Linked DNA regions of Neogale vison: region 2 is linked to region 1. The links are chromatin contacts, called in public Hi-C maps. All regions are on one chromosome and are shown on one strand. The core of a region is the stretch at or near the end of the contact, and the rest is flanking DNA. Distances in the headings are between cores, read along the strand shown.

Region 1 (6,576 bases), core at 1,885-4,384:
TTCCCTGGGAACCATCTTGCTTCAGAGAATCGTGTCCCACCTGCTGCAAACAAAGTGCCCCATTTACATCACTCATGTTTATCAAATGCTCTGAGTGTCTTGGGTGAGAGCCTTCAAGTGAGTACAAAGCTTTATGGGCCAACACAAGGGACAAGAATCTCACTGAGTGGCTTCCCACCTGTAAAGTGGCCTACATCCACACACCAGCTCATACAAGAGCATCCCAAAAGACGGAGGGAGGAAAGCAAGAAGAAGAACTTGTACCTATCTAAGTTTGGGGCACTTCCGCTTTCATTCCATACCACTCCATGAGCACCTACTACGTGCCAGGCACTGTTCTAGGCACTGGGTGTTCCATAGTGAACAAATGCTTTCGTTCTAGTAGGGGGAGGCAGGCAAAGACAGAAATGAGTCACTTCCCATGCAAATTAAGTGTTATAAAGAAAAGAGAACATGATCGTGACCTAAGGAGGGACTGGGAAGAGGTGCTATTTGAGGCTGGGAAATCACTCTGTCACCTACCCAATGCCCACCATCATGGGCTGTCATTGTTACCTCCATTCTATAGAAAAGGAGGCCAGCACAGTGACCTGCTGTAGTCACTGAGCCCGTCTCAAGGGTACCTAGATTTGTCTTAATCGGGTATGGAAAGACATTTGGATGGGGAAGTGACAGTCACACAGGAAGAAGTTTATTATCCCCATGGGCCTCTAGAAACAGGGGCAATGCCCACCTTGCAGGGTTGCACAAGGAAGCACTAGGGTCAGTCAGAAGGCACAGGCAGCAGGGGAGGAACATGAGTAAGAAACTTTATTGTGGTTTTTACAGGAAGGGGCGAGGGAGGGTAAGCAGGCTTAGGATGGGATCATTTGAATAATTTCAGTGAGATCTTGGGCATAGGGGCTGCCCCTCCTTGTGTGCCCTGGGGTGGTTGGGACAGGTGGTGAGTGGCCTGGGGTGTGAGAGCCCCACAAAGGCGATGGAGATCTCAGCTTTGGATTGGCTGGTCTGGATTTGAAAGCCACACTTCCCGGCAAGGTGTTCACTATCTCTAGGACATGCTAACTCTGGCCAGGGCAGTCCCTACAGAGTGGCCGGGTCTCAAGATATCAAGGTATCAGAATACAGAAAATAAAGGCACAGTTAATATGCAGACTCAGCATGGAGGCTCATGCTGCCCGCCTCCTCACCCCGCTGTCCACAGTCCCCACAGGGACCAAGACCCTGGCTAGGAGGGACTCCCCACCTGGAAGGAGAACACAACAGTTTGGCTTCAGCTACACACGTGGAAAGAGCTTCTTTGCTCTGTGTCACTGAAGACACTGTCTTGCCACAGGCTCATCAATCCTGCCAAGCCTGTGGACAGGAGGGTAAAATGAGGGACAGAAAGGCGCTTCATTTGTGAGACTCATGAGAAGGAAAAAGAGCGTGGGCTGGAATAACCAATTGTTTTTATTTTCTTATAAACTCTGCCCCATTTCCATTCAGAGCTTGTCGAGGGCAGGGGACAGGGGTGGCGTCCTTGATTAAAACAACAAAAATACTGTTTTCAAAAATGTAGCTGGCTGGTGCCCATGTTGTTTTAATTTGCTGGGACCAGATTGTCCAGCCCTCGTGGAGTTGATCCCAGACAGGCTCGTTTGACTTATTCAGAGAAAAACTCTGGTTGCAGCCACATACTGTACCCCTCACCCTGGCCAAATATGTTGCAATCCTCGTTAAAGGTCCCAACAGCTGTTGTCCAGGAATCCTGAGCCCACCTTCTGGATCCATCTCCAGATGGTACTCACATGCCCTCCACATGCCACTGGCCGCAGGAGGAGACTACAGAGATGGTCTAGGCTTAGCCTCAGACTAAAATAAGACAAGGTACAAGCATACTGTAGGTTCTCCATAACTGTCTGCTGAATGAATGAGTGAATAATTGAATAAATGCATGGGTGGATGGACAGATGGACAGATGGACAGATGGGGGGATGGATGGATAGGTGGACAGATGGATGGATGGATGGATGGACGGACGAATGGACAGATGGATGGATGGATGGATGGACAGATGGATGAATGGACAGATGGATGGATGGATGGATAGACGGATGGATGGACAGATGGACAGATGGATGGATGGATGGGTGGGTAGATGGATGGATGGATGGTGGATGGATGGACAGATGGATGGATGGATAGATGGATGGGGGATGGATGGACAGATGGATGGATACTTTTTTGTAGCCATTTATTCATCAATGTTTGGGGCTTTGTACTTGGTTCAAGTTCTATGGGCTGATAAAAAGGGTTTTGTCTCTTCCAATGACGTTTCCATCCCCATATTAACTAGAACAGTTCTCTTCTCTTTAAAGGAGACACCTCCTTCCTCAGAAAACTTTAAAAATGCAACCACCATACAATGTAGCAATCCCACTTCTGGGTATATATCCAAAGGAAATGAAATCACGATGTCGAAGCAGTACCTGCACCTCCATGATCACTGAAACAGTATTCACAATAGCCAAGACCTGGAAACAACTTAAGTGTCCACTGACAGATGAATGGACAAAGAAGATGTGGTATATACACACAATGGAATGTTATTCAACCATAAAAAAAAGAAGGAAATCCTGCCATTTGCAATAACATGAACCTGGAGACCATTATGCTAAAGTGACATAAGCCAGACACAGAAACACAAATACTGCAGAGTATCACTTATATGTGGAATTTTAAAAAGTCGGTCTCGCAGAAGCAGAAGGGAGGACGGTGGTTGCCAGCAGCGGGGAGGACCGGAGAAATGGGGATGTGTTGGTCAAAGAACACAAACTCCCAGCAAGAAGCTGAGCAAGTTCTGGGCATCTAACAGACAGCACGGTGACCGCAGCTAACAATATTATGTTGTATACTTGATACTAAGAGCGTAGAACTTCAGTCTTCTCACCACACATGCAGAAAATCGTAACTATGGAAAATAAAAATAACAGGTCCGCCTCTGTCTCGTTCATTTTAAAATTCTTTTCTCTCACTTCTGACTCAAAACAAGCCCGGTAGCACAGCGAGTACAGGGAGATTGCAAATATAGTCTCTTCTTTGAAAAAGACCACGATCTCGCTCCTCCTCCCACCCAGCGGAAACTGGAGCACAGCTCAAGGAGACCTGCTGTCACAGGATCCTGCTTACGGGCACAAAAGCCGGGAAATTTCAGAGCCAATCTGGGCCAGGGGAGGCGGGAGCTCGTGAGTGGGGCTGAAATGATTCTTCCAGACTGTGGAGAGGAGAACGGTCTGCCTGCCGGCCAGCCTGCCCAGCAGCAAACAGGAAATCCCAGAATTTATAGATGACCCCGTTACAAGGCAAATGTTTTGGAACAAATTGTTCTTCTTTTAAATCCTTGTTTTCCACTAGTTTTTCTTTCTGGGTCCCCCCCCCACCTCCTTTCCACCTTCCCGCTGCCCTTGCTAAACCGGGGCCACAGCGCCACCTGCTGCCCATCGTGGGCAGCGGGGCTCCGCTGGGACCAGTCCTGGGTCCTCTCCCCACGTTCCTGAACTTACAATGGGTGGGAGAGTGGCTTTCTGGCTCCTGCCCCAAGAGTCTGTGCTTAAGATCACGTATCAAGCCGTAAGAGAACCGCTCCTGCGGTTTTCGTGTGGCCTGAAGACTCCCGGCAAACTCTCTCCCCATCGCCGTGCCCTGGGACAGCCATGGCTGCCTGGTGGATAAAGCAAGTCGTGCGACATCACCACCCGAGGCTGGGTCTCCACTCCCCAAAAACCAGCTGTGAAGCTCTAGCTGTGCCAGCCCCACAAGCCTCAGTTTCTTCTGGCCCAACTACAGCTCCTTCGCCAGGTGGTATGGAAAACAAATGAAGCACCCGGCCCACGGAAGATGCTTCGGCAACATTGTCTTCCTTTCTCTCCTCATTGCAATGTCGCTCATTGGGCAGGGGCAGCGTGGCGAATCTTGGAGGCAAAGGGCGGACCTTGGAAAAATGGCCCGCGTCTCTCCTTCCGAAAGTGAGAGCCCCACCAAGGCCACACCCGCACCCAGGAAAAAGCACCCAGGAAAAAACCTCAGCAAAGCCCCTGCTGATGAGCTAAGCGACCTTGAGAGGGCTGCTTCTCCCTCCTCTATCTCTGTTACTCACCTGTCCCTGGAGACAGTAATAGTAACCATGCCCCAGTGGGTTACCAGGAGCACTAAAATGAGGGTACATACAGCATTTAGTAGAGGGATTGCAGCGAGTCCAGTCCCCCACGGTCTAGCCATAATACAATCATTATTATGAGAGGAACACTCTGCCTGACACATAATAAGCTTTTAATAAATACCTGAGGAATCAATGAAAGAGACCACCAGAGAACATAGGTCAGGACACTTCGATTAGTTACTGTCTAGTCCCCGATGTGCCGTGAGACATCGCGGCTGCCTTCTCTTTGTCCAGAAAACTTTCTTTTTGTGTCTGGGGCCCTCTGCCTCAGACCTCAGTTTTTCCTCCTGTCAGATGGGCATGATTCCTGTCTTACCTATTGATCAGAGAGCAGGGGATCTGCCAAGTAATGTACGTCCAACAGGAAGGAAGGAGTCTTTATTTTCATGTGGGGTGGTTTCCTGTATCCAGTGGCTTTGCCATTTTCCTCCAAAGGCTCTCGGGGCTCTCTGGGACAAGTGGGCTCCCTCCTGACACAAAGCGGTGGCCTTACGCCAAGCCCCAATTCACGAGGGGACTCAGGTGAGCTTTACGATAAAAAGGCTGGGCTCACGAGCTCTTCTGCTACTGACACAAGTTGAACACCCTCCAAGAAATGGGTCTCCTTATAGGAAAGCTCCTTCTCTAGCCCAGGGAGAGAGAATAACACTCAGTAGGTCTCCAGGAAGGCAACGAGCTAATGGGACACCTGGCAGGACAGTGGAGGATCAGGTGACATCAGGAAGCCAGGTTCAAGCAAGCAAGCTTGAACACCATAAGGAGACCTTTATTCGGTGGGCCCTGGAGAGCCACAAAGCACTTATAAGCAAGGAAGGAACATGTCCAGAAAGAGAATTCGGGCAGCCACAAGAGGTATAAATGCCATGTGGGTGGCTACACAGTTCCCCCCCACGCCACGTGGCCTAGAGTTAAGGGACCAACCGCCCTGGTGTGCCCGAGACACAGGGAGTCCCTGGAACATACGATCTTCATTTTAATGCTAAGAAAGTCCCCAGATGAGGGGGTCACCCTAATTCAGAGCGCACAGCACCTCCTGGGGCCGTGCAGGACAGTGATTTTGACTCCTGCGCTCTACGTTATATTTTCCCGAAGCTCCTCACCCACTCTCAAAAATAACCTCTCTCCTGCTCCATGACCTCTCTGTTCTATTCCGCTGAGCAAGGATGAGTCTGGCAAGTTAACACTCAACATGGATCGCGCGCTTATCCCTTCGCAGCCCTATCCGTGCATTGAGATAAAGCCTCCTGGAGACAGTATTTTAATCCAATGCAGTGGCTGATAGTAAAAATTTTTAGCCCGAGAGAAATGGGGGCTATTTTAGGGGGTAAGCGGGGAGTTGCCACGTCACCCACATCACATGCTGTCAGCAACGATCTGTTTTGCCTTGCACAGAGCCGGTTCTGTCTTCCTGGCTCTCAGCTCACCAGCCTGCCCTGCCAAGCAAGCCTGCAGGAGCCTGGGCTGCTCAAATATTCTGTAAATAATGCTGACTACAGAAGTTTATAGAGAGACTCACAGAATCATGGCAATAGAATCACAGGATGTCAGAGCAGAAACAGATGCTCGACATCACAGTGTCCAGGGTCAGAAAATACACTGCACTCCCGCTGCCACTTCCCCCTGCCATGCCCACGGCAGACATCACTAATCAATCATGACACTGTCTAGCTGGGCTTGTTTGTAGCCTGAGAATCCTTCGAGGCATGCCAGGAAGCAACTACCAATTATCTTGGATCTACTAATAATAGTAAGGTTTATTGAATACACTTAACTGTACTCCTTTCTCTGCACCCTTTTCCATTATTACCATTTTAATCACCGACTGTTTGCCTGGCCCTTTATATTCATGAGGGTTTCTCGACCTCGGCACCACTGACATTTGGGCCAGACAGTTCTTGACGGTGGAGAGCTGTCCTGGGTATGGGAGGGTGTCGAGCAGCATCCCTGACCTTGACGCTAGCAGCAAGCAGCAAACCACCCCCTCCCCCGCCCCACCCCCTGCCACCCACCCCTTGTGACAACTGAGCTATCTCCATAGTGTGTAGGGGTGGGGGCAGGAGCATTTGTTTACATATTCTCTCTCATCTTCATCACACTCCACAAAAGCACTCTCTGAATTTTTCTTTCACGAGGGAGGAGGCTGTGGCTAAGAGAGATCCCAGGACAAGTTGGTAACAGAAGCAGGATGCTGGGGGGGGGGTGCGGATTTCGCACCCCCCCCACCCGCTCTTCCTCCGCCAGCCAGGAAATTCCGTTAGGTTCATTGTCTTGGGCTACAAAGTCCCCAGGGGGCAGGAATGGAACCTGTGAGGCTGAGAAAAACCAGATGCCTAAGGGATAGCCCCACCGACATGGCAAGGGTGCTCGCTGTGGAG
Region 2 (6,576 bases), core at 1,162-3,661, 250 kb before region 1:
TTTGAAAAGGTTGAGAGAAATACCCAAAGTAGAAACCTCTAGTTGGTCATAAAACACAAAATCCTCTCCTATGAAATTGCTTGTTCTCCAAAAGAATCTCAGGCATCTTATCTCTTTAACATTATCATCCTTACCTGAGCTTAAAAAAAAAAAAAAAAGATTTAAAAAAGTGTATATCTTAAAGCCTGGCTACACACATAAATATAGTTTCATTGGTCTACAAAATCTACTGTATATAGATTAGCCACATATACACAAGCCATTACCAGTCAGAATGATATATAGTAATTTCGGGGCTCTCTCCTCACTAATATTGGTCTACTTGGTTATTTTAATTACCTGTTAAAGTGTCAATGTGGTCACCAGCCACCAAACAAAAACCATTTTAAATACCCCTTAATCAATATGTTTGCTAATCTATTAAAGTCTCTGAATCTGACTGACAGTAAATGATATTGTAGGGGAGAGAAAAGAGGAGGTAAAATGAATTCTATTCCCATATGTCAAAAGACCAAGGGAAATTTATCACAGTACGAAAAGGAAGAACTGAAACGTTTAACTGAATTTTAAGATTAAATAAAAATTATTTGAAGATTTTAATTTTAAGATTAAATAAAAATGTTGGAAGAAAAAAATTAACCTGATCTATACACTCCAGTGAAAGCACAGATATTATGTCCCTCTGTCTTTGTGGGTAAAAAATCACGTGTTTTGATGCTTTCATCTGCATAAGGAAATATTTAATAAAATAGCACTTCCATTCGAAAAGTTGGCAAGAATGTGTATTTCTCCACCAGTCTCAAGGAAAAAAAAGGCATCTATGCCGACCCCGACCCATAATTAAATGTAACTAATTACAATTTGAACACTAAATTATTTATTCAGTGTAATTGTAAACAAGGATTAAAAGGAAATAATGCTTCAATCTACTGCAGAGATTACAGAAAACTATTTCCAAAATGCATGTGCTCCAAAGACAACCCCCCCAAAAAAGGGTACATAACTTAAAATAAGTTGGGTTTTTTTTCTAAAGGCTAAATTAAACAAACCGTTCAGCCAATTTTCCAATTATATTCTACGCTTGGAACATAATTGCCTTACATCTGTTTACAAATCTTTGCTCAATATTTAAACAAATTCGTAGTCTCCCGGGCACATAGCTATACATACAGTAACTCATGCACAAAGCACATATTTAAAGACCACGCACTGCAATTATTAGCCTAAACGCCAGGTTTAACAAGGTGAATGTTTTCAGAGCTAGGTAATACGACCCAATAAAAAGCAAAGATGGCATTTACCACCAAATGTCACAGCACCGCCAGGAAAGAGTTGCCGGAGCCCTATACATTTTTAATTTCGATGAATCTAGACGTCGTCGTCGGGTGCCAGGCTTCCAGGAGAACAATTGACACCCCAACTGCTTCAAGATTAAGGCAGGCGATTCAAATCCGAAGGAAAAGTTGTCAATTATCAGAGAGAGAGCGCGAGAAAGGCGAAGGCAGATAAAAGCGATGTTATCAAACCGCCCAGCTTGTTGCTTTTGTGTGTGTGTGTGGATTCGTTGTTAGGATAGAGAAAACAGTTTTTAAAAGACACAGGAGGAGAGAAAGAAGAAAAAGCCTTCTCCACCTTCCGTCGGCTCCGTGCAATGGCTTTACGGCTCTCCAGCGTAGTAAGCCCCGAGAGGCAGGCGGCTGTCGATGTTTACAATCGCGGGAGCTTCGGATGCAAGAGTCCTTTACTGACACAATCGCATTCAATCAACTGTTTTCGGGCGAAATTGTAGGTGTCATTATGGAATTTAAAAAAAAAAAAATTCAAAAGGCGGGCGGGCAGCCTATCCGACAAGGGGGGAAAAGGCTGCTTATCGCGGGCGCGGGCAGCACAAGGGAAAGCCTTCCACATTTAGGAAAAAAAAGGGGGGGGGGAAGGGGAGGGGAAGGGGGGTGTGATTGCAACAGAGGGTGGGCGTTCGAAGTGCGACCCAGAATCCGCAGCTTTGAGACTTCCACATGCAAATTCCACGCCGAGCGCCGCGCTCACAAATGATTTTTAAAGAGCCAAATAAACACTGGATGGGATCCAAGGCGAGGGAGAGACGATCCAAAAGGGGGAGAATCGGCGAGAGGCGAACGGCGGGGAGAGGCGAGGGAGGGGCGAAGTCCCGGCGGCGGGAGGAGAAAGTTGGTCGGCGGCGGAGGTCGGGGACCCCCCCCCCGGCTCAGCCCCCCTCCCCGCAGCCCGGCTACTCACCAGCGAGAAGAGGTTGGAGTGACAATCCTCCAGGCTCGCCCCGTTCGCCACCCAGTTCGCTGCCGCAGTCATGATCCTCCGCGAGCCCGGCCGCCAGAGCGGGGCATGTCGGAACGAGGCGTCCGAGGCGAGGCCGGGCCGGGCGGCGGCGCCTCGCCGGGGAGCGCGAGGCGGCCGGGCCGCCGCCGCCGCCGGGGGAGGGCGCGAGGGCCGGCGGGCGGGCGGGAGGCGCCGCGGCGACGCCGCGCCGGGGGCGGCGGGCCCGGGCCGGCGGGGGGGTTCGCGGCGGCCGCGCGGCTCCTTCCTGCTCGGGCGGCGGCGGCGGCGGCTTCCGCGGCTCCGGCGGCGGCGGGGGGCGCTGTCCGTGCGGCCCGGCGCCCTCCCCGCCTCTCAGGGCCGCCGCTGCCTCCCGGGCCGGCGCTGCGGGCCGGTCGCCGCCTCCGCCTTCCCTGTTCCTCAGCCGCCGCCGCCGCCGCCGCCTTGTTTATCTCCAGCCACCGACTCCCCCTCGGCCCCCGCCGGCGCGTGAGGGGAGGCGAGCCCAGAGCCGCCGCCGCCGCCTCGGAGCCGCCGCCGCCGCGGAGCGCGAACTCGCGAAGGGGGGGGTGCGGACGAAGCCAGCGGGCGACCCCGGCAGCCGAGCGACGTCCCCTCCTTCCTCTTCCTCCCCCACCCCCCCCTCCTCCCCAGTCAGCCTCGCTTCTCCTCCCTCCCCGGGCTCGCTCGCTCTGACAGCAATGGCGGCCGCCGACCGCGGCTCGGCCCGCCATTGGCTGGCGCCGCGTCACGTGACGGGCGCCGGCCGCGCGGGGGGGCGAGGGGTGGGCGGGGGAGGGGCCCGGAGCGGCAGCCTCGGCGGCGGCGGCGGCTACGGCTACGGCGGCGGCCGCGGCTCGCGGGCAGCTCGCGGGCGGCGCTGCTGAGCCGAGCGCGGCTGGAGCCTCCGGCCAGGAGAGGGAGGAAGAGCGAGAGTGAGAGAAAGAAGTACGGGCGGCACGGCTCCCCGGCGGGCGGCGGCCGGCCGACCCCAGGCTGCCGCGGGCTGCCCCCGCTTGGGCGCCGTGCCCCGCCCCCTTGGGGGTACAGATCTCTGCGGGGCGCGACCGCGGGCCCCGGGAACGCCCGCGGCGACCGCGGCAGAGGGCTCGGGCACCCCCACGGCGTGTGCCCCTGGCGGCGCAGGCCGGCTGGCGTGGCTGAGCTCTGCTGTGGACACGGCTGCCGGTCCCAGTGCTCCCGGGAGTGCTTCGGCTGGATCGCACTCCGTCGTCCGCGTTTTGCAGATAAGAAAACTGAAGCACAAAGAGATTAAGTCACTTGCCCGAGGTCGCCTCGGTGGGTAGAAGAGGCAGCGGAATTCGAACCCCTGCACAGTGAAGCCATGCTTTTGCACTGGGTTTTATAAGCCTCGCCCAGGCATATCCACGACTGCCACTTACCGCTTTCTGTGTACCAGGCGCTGTACAACGAATCCAGAAATGCCTTCTGAGCCCTTACTCCTAGGCACTGTATTTATTCATTCAGTGCGTAAATGTTCCTGACCTCTTGCCATGTGCCGGAATGTAATTGCCAGGCCCTGTACTAGGGCTGTGTTGGGAGCAGACCATCCCTCATTCATTCAATCATGAACACTTTCTGAGAGCAAATGGTCTGGGAGTGCCAGTCTGAAGAGGAGGCCCTCTCCAAACCCTCAAGGCGTTTGCTCCCTGCAAAGGTGGGGAGGAGAACAACTTCTTCACTAACAAGCCCCCAAACATGGAAGAGAAAGCTCTTTCACATGGATTGGACTAAAGGGAAGGAAGAGTAGAAAACAGCGCAAAGATGGCGTGTAATACAAGAGAGAAGTCTTAGACCTGTGACTTGAGCTTTGGACCTACCACAAAGAACGCTAAAGCAAAAACATGAGCAGCATGTTATAACATGCATTATTATCCTGGCCAGCACTACGTTATAACCTACTGACACTATGTTATAATGGATGTACATACATTGTTTCATATAATCCCCAGAACAACCACATAAAGAAGATACTATTATTATCCTTAGACTGTGATGAGTCAAGGCTCAGAAATGCAGTGACATCTCCAAGATCTCCAGTCAGTAAGCCACTCAAACCCTAGTCTAACTGTCTCCAGAGCCCAACCTGAATCCCAAAGGCTCTGTGAGCAGATGCCTGCCGTGGGCTTTGGCACCCCAGTTGTGTTACCTGGACCAACATAGTTTAATCTTCTGAACCTCATTTCCTAATCTGTCAAAAAGAGATATGAACTGCTGACCCACTGACCTCAGGCCAGTGTTGTGCATTTCTAATAAGATACTCTTGATGAAAACGCTTAGAAAAAAGAAAGAAAGAAAGCCTGCCAAAGCACTTTATCAACATGTACAGTGTGACTTTGGCCTGAGCAGTCAGACAGTGAGATGGTCCATCCCATCCAGGTGTATTTCCATCCCAAGAGGACTTCATCCTATGCGGTCAGTCACCAAATTCTCATTCTTCAACAAATGTAGGTTTAACTTTTTAAAAAGTCTTCCAGACATCCTAATAGAAAAATGAGCAAAGGACATGCACAGTTTAGAGAATAGAAAAGACATATGGCTTTTAAATATGTAAAAAGATGTTCAGACTCTGAGCATCGTTGCTATGGACTAAATGTATCACCCTAAAATTCATATGTTGAACCCCTAGTTCCCCATGGGATGATATTTGGAAGACAGAGATTTTGACAGGTAATTAGGTCATGGGGATGAAGCCCCTATGATGGGGTTAGTGCCCTCATAAAGAGACATAAGAGAGATTGCTCCCTCTCTCTTTCTGTATCTCTCTCTGCCATGTGAAGACATAATGAGGAAGAGGGTTCTTACCAGGAACCAAATCTGCCGGCCCCTTGATCTTGGACTTCCCAGCCTCCAGAGCTGTGAGGAATTCTGTTGCATAAGCTACCCAATGTATGGTAATTTGCTATAGCAGCCCAAGCGGACTACATCACTCTTCAAAAGAAAAACAGAAATTAAAAACAGTATTGGCAATATTTTACAAGCTTAGGCAAATATGGAGTGAAGCAGAACTCTTAACTTACTGCTACTGGGAGTATAAGTTAGTACCACAGCTTTGGTGTCCATTTGGAGAATATCAAAATTTATAAGGTACATACACTTTCACTCAGAAATTCTGGGAGTTCCTCTGACAGAGATGCTTGTGCAGATATCTAAAGACCTGCAGTGCAAGGAGGTGAACTATAGTACTGTTGGCAGGGCAGAAACTGGAAGCAATCTACGTGTCCATCATTTGGGGAGTAACCAATATAAGGTAACCCCATGCAGCCATTCAAAATAATGAGTTAGCACTAGGTGTGCTAATATAGCATAGTCTCTGAAATAGATTATTGGGGCACCTGGCTGGCTCAGTCAGAAGACTGTGCGACTCTTGAACTCTGGGTTGTAAGTTCAAGCCCAAAGCTGGGTGTAGAGATTCTTTCTTTTTTTTTTTTTTTTTTTTTAAGATTTTATTTATTTATTTGCCAGAGAGATCACAAGTAAGCAGGCAGAGAGAGAGGGGGAAGCAGGCTCCCGGCTGAGCAGAGAGCCCTGAGATCATGACCTGAGCTGAAGGCAGGGGCTTAACCACACTGAGCCACCCAGGCACCCCATGTAGAGATTATTTCAAAATAAAAAATAATAATAAAATAGATTTTAGTAGTAACAGCAGTTGCCTCTGGAAGAGGAGTTAGTGTGGGGAGAAGAATTCCTGAATTCACTGTACTGCTTACATTTTCTTTCTTTTTTTTTTCTTTTTAAGATTTTATTTTTTTATCCATGAGAGACAGAGAGAGAGGCAGAGGGAGAAGTAGGCTCCCCAATTCGGAATTTGGGACTCGATCCCAGAACCCCAGGATCACGACCTGAGCCAAAGGCAGACACTTAACGGACTGAGCCACCCAGGCGCCCCTCTTTTTTTCTTTTTTTTTTTACTAAATGTGTATTATTACCTATTCAGTGCAATAAGTTAGAAACACCACCAGCCAATCAATCAAATTGAAAACAGAATAATCAAGTGGCACCATAAAAAGTAAATTAAAAAGCAAATAAACAGCACAAGACAAAGGAGAAAAACTTCACCTGAGATTTCCTTGGCTATCAGAACCAAGGCCCCAGAGTGGAAGGGAGAAGGCCAGAAGTGCAGTGTCTGATTGCCTTGGCAACAGGAGCACAGAATGAGAACCCAGGGGAGCCAGATTCTAGTCTCAGATGCACCACTGAGCAGTCCTGTTCCCTTAGACAAACCACTTCGCCTCTCTGGGACTCAGTTTCCTTATGTGTGAA

The links. A called contact is a pair of places that touch in the nucleus more often than the background predicts.
Region 2: a contact with region 1 is called in a Hi-C map of fibroblasts, with 5 times the contacts expected there. The contact joins the promoter of MED13L here to the enhancer-like site in region 1. A contact is called at or near these places in 2 of 3 Hi-C or Micro-C datasets (fibroblasts and muscle).

Annotation. Positions count from the first base shown.
Region 1 is chr3:229,098,294-229,104,869 of ASM_NN_V1, reverse strand. No RefSeq gene overlaps it. Among named protein-coding and RNA genes, the nearest start is that of SPRING1, 110 kb to the right of the region's middle. Within about 2 kb of position 3,134, the one cell type or tissue checked has open chromatin away from gene starts, as enhancers often do. A contact at or near this core is called in fibroblasts, where this site is marked.
Region 2 is chr3:229,345,527-229,352,102 of ASM_NN_V1, reverse strand. MED13L (mediator of RNA polymerase II transcription subunit 13-like) reads right to left here and starts at 2,411. Exons shown (of 31, transcript XM_044244204.1): 1 at 2,257-2,411. The coding sequence starts at 2,328.